3 separate regions of the Mus musculus genome follow, and all the other regions are linked to region 1. Evidence: chromatin contacts called from public HiCAR-type and HiChIP or PLAC-seq data. All regions are on one chromosome and are shown on one strand. Each heading gives the region's core, a stretch centred on a gene start, on an enhancer-like site or on the middle of the called end of the contact. The rest is flanking DNA. Distances are from core to core; before and after follow the strand shown. Region 1 holds the start of Arl5b (ADP-ribosylation factor-like 5B). Region 2 overlaps Plxdc2 (plexin domain containing 2). Region 3 overlaps Plxdc2 (plexin domain containing 2).

The links. HiCAR-type assays count read pairs that join an accessible place to other places. HiChIP or PLAC-seq counts read pairs in DNA pulled down with a chosen protein or histone mark.
Region 2: an H3K27ac HiChIP or PLAC-seq map of embryonic fibroblasts shows a contact between it and region 1, with 7 times the contacts expected there. The contact joins the enhancer-like site here to the promoter of Arl5b in region 1. A contact is called at or near these places in 3 of 39 promoter capture datasets (cranial neural crest, embryonic stem cells and hippocampal neurons) and 3 of 115 datasets of contacts at active chromatin or transcription factors (astrocytes, embryonic fibroblasts and embryonic stem cells).
Region 3: a contact with region 1 is called in a HiCAR-type map of astrocytes, with 4 times the contacts expected there. The contact joins the enhancer-like site here to the promoter of Arl5b in region 1. A contact is called at or near these places in 3 of 39 promoter capture datasets (cranial neural crest, hippocampal neurons and second pharyngeal arch cranial neural crest) and 3 of 115 datasets of contacts at active chromatin or transcription factors (astrocytes, embryonic stem cells and fibro-adipogenic progenitors).

Annotation. Positions count from the first base shown.
Region 1 is chr2:15,053,712-15,056,683 of GRCm38.p6, reverse strand. Arl5b (ADP-ribosylation factor-like 5B) reads right to left here and starts at 1,364. Exons shown (of 6, transcript NM_029466.5): 1 at 1,110-1,364. The coding sequence starts at 1,155. It also overlaps a transcript of Nsun6 not described here.
Region 2 is chr2:16,405,475-16,408,439 of GRCm38.p6, reverse strand. All of the region lies in intron 1 of Plxdc2 (plexin domain containing 2), which reads right to left. Among named protein-coding and RNA genes, the nearest start is that of Plxdc2, 51 kb to the right of the region's middle. Within about 2 kb of position 1,714, at least 39 of the 459 cell types and tissues checked have an H3K27ac peak or open chromatin away from gene starts, as enhancers often do. A contact at or near this core is called in embryonic fibroblasts, where this site is marked.
Region 3 is chr2:16,449,728-16,452,427 of GRCm38.p6, reverse strand. All of the region lies in intron 1 of Plxdc2 (plexin domain containing 2), which reads right to left. Among named protein-coding and RNA genes, the nearest start is that of Plxdc2, 95 kb to the right of the region's middle. Within about 2 kb of position 1,442, at least 72 of the 459 cell types and tissues checked have an H3K27ac peak or open chromatin away from gene starts, as enhancers often do. A contact at or near this core is called in astrocytes, fibro-adipogenic progenitors and second pharyngeal arch cranial neural crest, where this site is marked.

The DNA of each region.
Region 1 (2,972 bases), core at 115-2,614:
TTGCGTAATTCATTTTTATTTACACAAATTTAATTGTGTAATCAATATATATTTAATTATATGTTGAAATTGTTCTTGACATAGTACTTTTACAATCATTAGAAAATGTTAAGTTGCTGAAAAATAGTGCATGACATTACTGAGAAACATCGCCGGGAGCTTCAGTTTGGACACTCCAAAGTCACTTAAAAGGGAGTATTTATCTGTGGTACTTGCATACACACACATGTGCCAGTGTGCTTGCATGTATTCATAAGCTTGAAAGGGGCTTTTTAAAAATCAGCGTTCAGAACAAGTGAATTAATGCCATTCAAAATGATTTCACGGTTTAAATCCACAAAACAAAGGACCTTAATAATGGCAAAGACTTGGTACCTTCATAAAAACAAAAGTAGTTTATAAATCATGCCCTACAAAATGAAACAAATGGGAACAAAATTTGGTCTTAATACTCAGAAACCATTCTGTTACAAGAAAGACGAAGACTTTATCATTGGACCCCTTTCTGTCTAGTAGTGACTCTTCTCAAGACAGCATTGCTTATTCTGCCTCGGAACAGGTTTTACAACTTCTAGGTAATTCATGACCTGTTCTAGAATAATTACGGCCACGTAACATCTTACACATAACCGAGAGCATTTAGATTTTTTTTTTCACGCCTACGGGGAGGAGGGGAAGCTGTGTGTATGTGTAAAAATTTCAGAAACCCGTGCACCTGAATACTCACTCATTCTAAGTCTTGACGAACAGAAATCAGAGCCAAGTCAGACAACGTGAAGGTGCATTGGCATAGACAAGAGGAAGGTAAACAGTGCAAAACTCCTGTTTCGTGTTAAACAAACGGAAAGTTTTGGGTTCTCGGGGAGACACTTTCTTGGGGCTAATCAGACCTAAAAGATGGTTCGCTGAGACCGGAAAGGCCCGCAAACAGATTGCAGGAATATGTTTTCACCTTGGTTGGCTAAAAGCTGCACACGCGTGGGATTCCTGGCCATCGGGTGCGTCCCCTGCCCGGGCTCCGGGTCCCCAGATCCGAGTTCTACCCCGAACCCTATCCAGATCTCAATCTGGACTTGCCAGCGCCGCGTCCACCCTCCCGCCGGCCTCACCTTGGTTACAAAAAAGGCTCCACAGTTTAGCGAAGATCAGCCCCATCATGAGCCCCGGACGGGACAGACTTCCTGGGCAGCACTCGGCGGCAGGTGCCGCGGCGCCCGCGGTGGAACCGAGGGGAAGCCGATCCGGAGCCGCGGAGCCTCAAGAGTCCAGCGAAGCTTTGGTCCTCCGCGGAGCCGGGAACCGCCGCAGACTCCTTTGTTCGCAGCGCGCTGAGCCCAGCCCCGACCCGTAGTCGCTCGGTCTGCGCCCACCTACCCTGCACAGCCTGGGCTGGCCACGAGCCCCGCCCCCGCCCCGCCTCCCCACCTACGCCCGGGACCACCCATCGCCGGAAGGTCGGCACGTGACGTCGGCGCGCTGACGTCAGCGGGCGCCTGGGACGTGGCGGGTCCTCCCTGTACACTTCCGGTGTGCGGATGGTGGGCGGGCTTGGCGTCTGCGGAGGCGGGGTGTGGCCGATCTGGGGATTTCCTCGGCGCGCGCTCCCTCTCCTGCCACTCTGAAGAAACGCGGACTGAGGTCCAGAGCAGCGGTCATCCCCGAGGCCTGGCCACCGCGTCCCTCGCTGCTGACCGCCTGAGGAACCTCAGCTGGCGCGGTCCTCTGACTGAAGCGGAGGAGTGGGTTTCCGTTCCTGTCCCAGTGTTGGGATTCTAGCGTGATTCTTAATTCTGAATGGAATTGATAGGGACGTGCGTGCTGGAATGCCTGTAGCCAGGGTCCAGTTAAGTTTCTAAAATCAAAGTGCCATCAGTTTGGCCAAGCGTTAGGTGTGGTAGTTAATCTCAAAATCCTTACCAGTTGAAACTGGAAACTTCATAGGCCAGACTAGTCCTTGAGGCCACCTGGCGGGCCCCACATAACCAGAGAAGAAGCCTGCCAGCCTGACCTTGTAACAAGGTAAACTGTCCCATGACCTATTCCAAATAAAACAAATGAGTATAGCTTAAGATGCCCTGCTAGTGGCCGGGCGTGGTGGCGCACACCTTTAATCCCAGCACTCGGGAGGCAGAAGCACGCGGATTTCTTGAATTCAAGGCCAGCCTGTTCTACAGAGTGAGTTCCAGGACAGCCAGGGCTACACAGAGAAACCCTGTCTCGAAAAACAAAACAAACAAAAAAAAGATGCCCTGCTAGTGCTACACTTCAAAGGACAGTGAAGACTTGAAAACTCGGGTACAAGATCACAACAACTTCTTGATACTAAACCATAGCTCCAGCCTCTCCTACAGAGGAAAAGTTGTACTGATCCTGTTCAAACATAGCTTTAATGATCATCCGTTGGACTACAAATTTGAATGAGTTTGTGGTTGCGCAAACTTATCATTTCTACTTTTGGCCTCATTATTAAAAAGCCGACTTAAGATTCTCTAACGCCCTTTTCAGGTTAGAATTTAGAAATTTGAAAGTTTTGCTAACCTGAAGGAAAAGAAACTTACTCTGACTGAAACAAATGATAGATGCTCACAAATACAGTTGAATATTGCCTAAACTAATAAATGCTGATGCATGTACTGATGTTAGGAAAAAATGGAACTTGTTTATACTGTACATGTGTATTGACTATATATGTATGTATATATATAATACATTATATATACATATATATGTAATGCTTGTCAGAAATGTAATGAAAATAGAAAAATCTGAGCATAAGCGTCTTAAATGTAGCTCAAAAACTAAATACTTTTTCTTTAAATATCCCTTTAAGGTTTTGTTGAGACTAATTTCAGTGTTGCCTTTGGTATACAAGAGGTAATATTGATGTGTATCATGGTGCCACTTGAAAATGAATATAGTTTGAGTTCATGAGATAAGAATAACTTCGTGAAAATATTATGAAATGACAACTT
Region 2 (2,965 bases), core at 465-2,964, 1.4 Mb before region 1:
TTCCATGATGCTCTTAAGAATTGATTCCCCCCCCGCCTTGGAAGACATACCAAGGGGCCACATCTGGAGTTTTACAAAATGCTCAGTTTGGTGACTATGACTCAAGACCTTTCTTAAGAAGTGTATCATGGCTCTGCAAGATGGCTAAGCTGGTAAAGGTGCTTGCTGCCAAGGCTGAGCATCCAAGCTTTGCTCCTGAAATGCACATGATGAGAGGAGCAAACCTATTTCCTCAAGTGGAACCTACATCCTCTCAGGGATTGTGGCAACTGTGTGCCCCCACTCCCAACAAACAAACAAACAAACAAGCAAATATGTACTAAAAAAATAAAAGTATATTAAAATATAATTGGGTGAGAGTAATGTTATTAATAAGATAACATGGAACATGCTCTAGTGTGGCTAAAATGTCATTTGCAAATGTTGATGGGTGTGACATAACCTTCCCCTAATAAATAAATATTTTAAGGAACCAATCACTAAGCGAGTAGGTGGGACTTCTAGGTCAGAGAGAGGAAGAGGGGAGGCAGGGGAAATATACTTCCTTTTGGACAAGAGAGACCATGGAGACACAATGTAGGTAGTGAGAGGCCTCTGGTTTAGGTGGTAGATCTGCTGGAATCCACCACTGGAGGATTTATAACTTAAAATAGATTACAAAATTAGGATGCTAATTTCTGCACCCAGCAATTGTGTTGCCTATTGATTCTAAACTAAGATTGTATGGTGTTTTCCTTCATGCAGTGACTCAGCTGGGTACTAGGACACGCCTGCCACTGTATTTGAATTTGGAAGTATGGGACATGCATGACAGGGGCCCACCATGGGAACTTCAAAAGATGGGTGGAGAGATTTCAGAGTTCTGAGTCAGAGAGTCTGCACGCTGAGAACAGTTTGGTCTGTCTGTTGGTGCCATGCCAGAGATAGCATGGATTGCTTCTTAAATACTTCATACAATAGATGTGTTATTAGAAACGATATATTTCAAAACTAAATTGTATAGGATGTTGAAGAATGTGGAGGTATTTTGTAGGTCTTTTTACTCCTTACTGTTTTCTGGGATTCCCAAGGGCCAAAATGTTGCAGAGTAAATATTAAGTATATAGAGAAAAGACTTTAAAACATATAACCAAAGAGCCTTTCATTTAGTTCATTCATTCCAGTGAGAGGACAGGACCATTGGAGCACACAAAGCTGTTTGCTTGTTTGTTTGTTTGTTTGTTTGTTTGTGGCAATTTGGACAGTGAAGCCCAGCCCAGTGTACTCCTCTGAATTAAGAAGGGGCGACTCTTAAGATTAAAAAACTGGCTAAATTTTCACAATCTGTATGTTGAATGCTTTGCTTAGGACAAAGTAAAAATAGTTTACCCTAAAATGTGACCATTGAAGTGTCTTACTAGCAAGAATGTGCCCAGAGGCGGGTTCTTGGTGCAAGTTTGTTAGGAGCACAGGTCTCCACAGCTGTCTCACCTTTCAGGGGTTTTACATATACCAACTTCTCTTGCTGTTCCTCTTCACTGTGTCTGGGCAGAAAACGGTACTCAGAGACAATCTACAAACAGTAAGATCCTAGTCATCAATAATCAGCCAGGGTTCAAACTTATTAAGTAAAAATACCCAAAAGCCAACAAGCAGTTAAGTTTTAAACCACATGCTCTTCCAGTAGCATGAAAAATGTCATGTTGTCTCACTTTAGCTTGCCCAGAACATGGGTCATCCCCTCTGCCGTATTCCATAAGGCATGAATCACCAGCCTGTGGTGGTTGAGCCAAGAGTGAGATCATTCATATTACATTCCTAAAGGAAATTGTTAGGATCCTTCCATTTTACTATTAGACATTGTGATGCATCTCCTATTATATCTAACTTACAAGTTGCACTTCACCATGAACATGTATGTCTAGGAAAAACAGAGAATCTGGTAATGTCTACTTTTAAGCACACAACTGGTGGTTTGGAAGTACATATTTTGCACATAAGAAGAGCTACTGTATACCTGCATATAGCAAATCTTATACTATTATAATGCTAGAAGTACACATGATGTTATTTACTCAAAATATTAAAAAGCCTATTCTTATGCTGATAGAGTAGATCAAGTCAAAATTGGGATAGTAAACCCGAGTTTAAAGTGCTATTTTCCACTGTTTTCTAAGTCCATGTTCCAGACAGTAATGTATCTTAACACACAAGAAATAGAAATATAATGAATCATCACAAAAACTTCAAATAAAATAACCTTCTCAGACAGAACAAGCAGAAAATTTCTCTAACTTACACAGTTTTCCCTTTTATTTTAAAGTAATTTCACATTTTTATGAATAATGGTTTCAATTAGTCATAGGGTGACATACTTTATGAATTTTTATATTTGATTCAGACTCATGAAGTATAATTTTATACCTTAGAAGAACAAGAAAAATCAATTGCTACATTTTCTGAACCATGACCAATAAAATATATTTTTCTCTGTTCTCTGTTATCCAATATTTAGCTTACTTATTGTCTTGAACTGAATATTTTAAAAGTCTGATGATCTTTAATATATGAGCTATAGAAATCATCAGACCCTGCTGTATAAAAAGTAAAACAGCCACCCTTTCCTTAGTGAAATAGCAAAAGCATCTAAACAAAGAAGCTGGCTTAACCAGAAGGTTTACTGCTTTAGGTTTCTGTTTCACTAACTCATTGGAACAAAAATGTCAGGTGAGTGTGCAAAAGAGCACGGGGATTTAAAGGGTTGTATTTTGCCTTTGGGGGGCTGCGTGAGGGGAAATTGATGTTTATCTGTAACCTGGGATGCACCTTCTGATGGTCTGCTCCTTGAACCCTCACATATCATCAGTTAGCCGTCCTGGATGTAAACTCCTAAGTAGAAAATGCAAAAATGCCCATGTCATGGAGCAGTCAAGCAAGTGCTTCTGCCCTGGCGCATTAGTGCGCAGCCCTTTCTCAACTCTTCCCA
Region 3 (2,700 bases), core at 193-2,692, 1.4 Mb before region 1:
AGATGCATTAATGTTTTGACAAAATCATCTAGGCAGGGCTGGAGAAGTCACACGGAAGTCAATAGCACCTTTTATTTTTTTCTAGAGAACCAATGTTCAATTCCCTGCACCCACATGATGGATCAAAACCAGCTGTAAAATCATTCCTGGGGTATCTGGTGCCCTCTGCTGGCCTCCATGGGAATTGCATGTGCATAATGTGCTGACATACAGGCAGGTAAAACCACCCCGAAATAGGATAAAATGAATTTTTTTGTTTTGTCTTTTTGTTTGTTTGTTTGTTTGTTTTCCGAGATAGGGTTTCTCTGTATAGCCCTGGCTATCCTGGAACTCACTTTGTAGACCAGGTTGGCCTCGAACTCAGAAATCCACCTGCCTCTGCCTCCCAAGTGCTGGGATTAAAGGCATGCGCCACCACTGCCCGGCGGATAAAATGAATATTAAAATAGCTTAGATAGACATTATCCTGTGTAAGACTTTTCTGATAGTGCATCTAAGAGGATTTCTTAGTCTTATATGATATTTGGGGGTAGACTCTTACTGAGAGTAATCAGCTCAGAAATACATAAATCATGGTCCTCCGCAGCAGAGCTAGTGCTCAACAGCACGCTTTCTTCTGACTACTGACAATCTGCAGCTTCCTGCTCTTAAACAAGAAAAGACTGAACAACTTAGAAAACAACTCAAGGGATTTTCCATACATAAGCCAGAGCATTTGGGATAAGTTGAGAATAAACAATATAGACAGACACAAGATTTCCTTTGAAACCCTGCCTGCCTCAAAAACAAAAGAGTTGAGAAGAGCTTTGCGCTGGAGAGGCTGAAGTCCAGTTGTTTTTTTCAAGCCTCAAGTATGTGAAACACTATGTCTGTTAATAAGGAAATGGTTCCATGAGTCAAGGTCTGAGCTCTCATGGCCTTGAAGCCAGGCCAAGCTGGGAAATTCTGGCACTTTGGATCAACTTTAGGAGCTTTAAAAACATGTTTTAGTTTTTGAATCACTGAGCTGTATTTTATTACAAAATCCCTAAGCGAGGGAGGTACATGCTCAGACATCCCTGAGCAAGGCGCCAATTGTTTACTCTCTGTTCTTGAATGTGTCCATCCAACAAAATTAAGACATCAAGTCCATGTGGTATGATCCATTCAAAACTTTATTAGCAGAAAACACAAACACTGTCGGTCACAAGAGGGGCCGCCTCCGACCACTTCTTCACAGGTGGAGTCCAGGAAGCTCAAATCTAATTGAATGAGGGCTCACAAAGGGAGTTTGCTTCTAATAAACCTTCCCCCTCAGATCCCCAGCACCAGGGCTTGAACAAACAGCAAGTAAATAAAACTATCACTGAAGTGTGTCTAATTGCCTCTATCCCAACACATACATAACTCCGCCCTACTGGAACAGCCCCATAAAGGATAAGTTATGACAAGCTTTTAAACACACTGGCAAACTGTCCCTCAATTCACAGTGAGGCAGCATTAGTTTAGCTCCAGGGACTCTGCTAGCCTGCAGAGTGTCTTTGTGTAAATTAGAATCAGATGTCCTCTGGGTGGGATTTTTACATGCATTGTTGGGACTGCTCCTAGGGCACTGTGCTTGGCACATGGAATGCTGACTGGATTTTAGCTTCTTTCCTTCATTGGCTAGCTGCAGCTTTTTACTGGAAATAGCCCACATTGGCAGTCCTGAGCCAATTCCACTGAAGCTTTTAATGATGGAACACAATCTTAAGAAAAAAAAAAAATCCTTAAGAAGAATGGAGACTCCAAAGAAAGAAAATATAGCTAACAGTGAAGTCCAATGGCAGTGCTTGGTTTTGTGACAAAGCACATCAGACCAGACACTCTGTGAAAGGAAGGGACATCTTTTGTAAATTCTTTTCAGATATATAAATCTAAACCTTCATGTTCCAGAAGAAGAGAGGGACTCATTTTTTAATGATGAGGAAGGTGGCCAACAGAGTAGAAACTGACCTTCTGAACTATATAACTATTCATAGTCTATACTTTGTTAAATGTTCCATTAGTATCTTATGATCATTTTTTTCTATGACATTTAATAATATAATTTTCACAAAGTATCACATCTGAAATTATATTTTTCAATGAATGTCAAAATGTAGACCTCATACATATGTAAGTAAGGCAAATATTCACTGCAATGAAAATAAAAATTAATACATGAGAGTTAGCTACTTTGAACCATTAAGCACTAAAATCTTGTGTTCTAGAAGAGATTTCAAAGGTCAGAACATAGTCCAATGCCTGCAGGGACTTGGAAAATGCCATTAATAAGCATAGAGTGCCATTTGTAAGGAAACCAAGATACTAGCCAGCCATGGATAACCACTGAAGTTAGGCCTCAGTGTCGGTAAAGAATGAAAGTAGAGACAAGAAGAAATGTTGTCTTATTTGAAAGTAAGGATGTTAGGAACTAGGATGAAGCCCACAGCAACGAGATAGCAATGCCAACACTAGTGTGCACTTGAAGTATATGGAGATGCTATAAGATGTGTTTGAATGTCGCTGTGTGTAAAGAGGTCATACATTAATCCCAAGAGTATCTGAAATTACTGCGTGTAAGAAACCTCTGACTTCAAACAAGGCCTTTCTAGTATTAGGATGGAGCTGACGTGCCTTTATTTAGCATTCTTAAGACTACTGCGGCACTCACCCCAGGAGTATGTTATTTAGAATGGC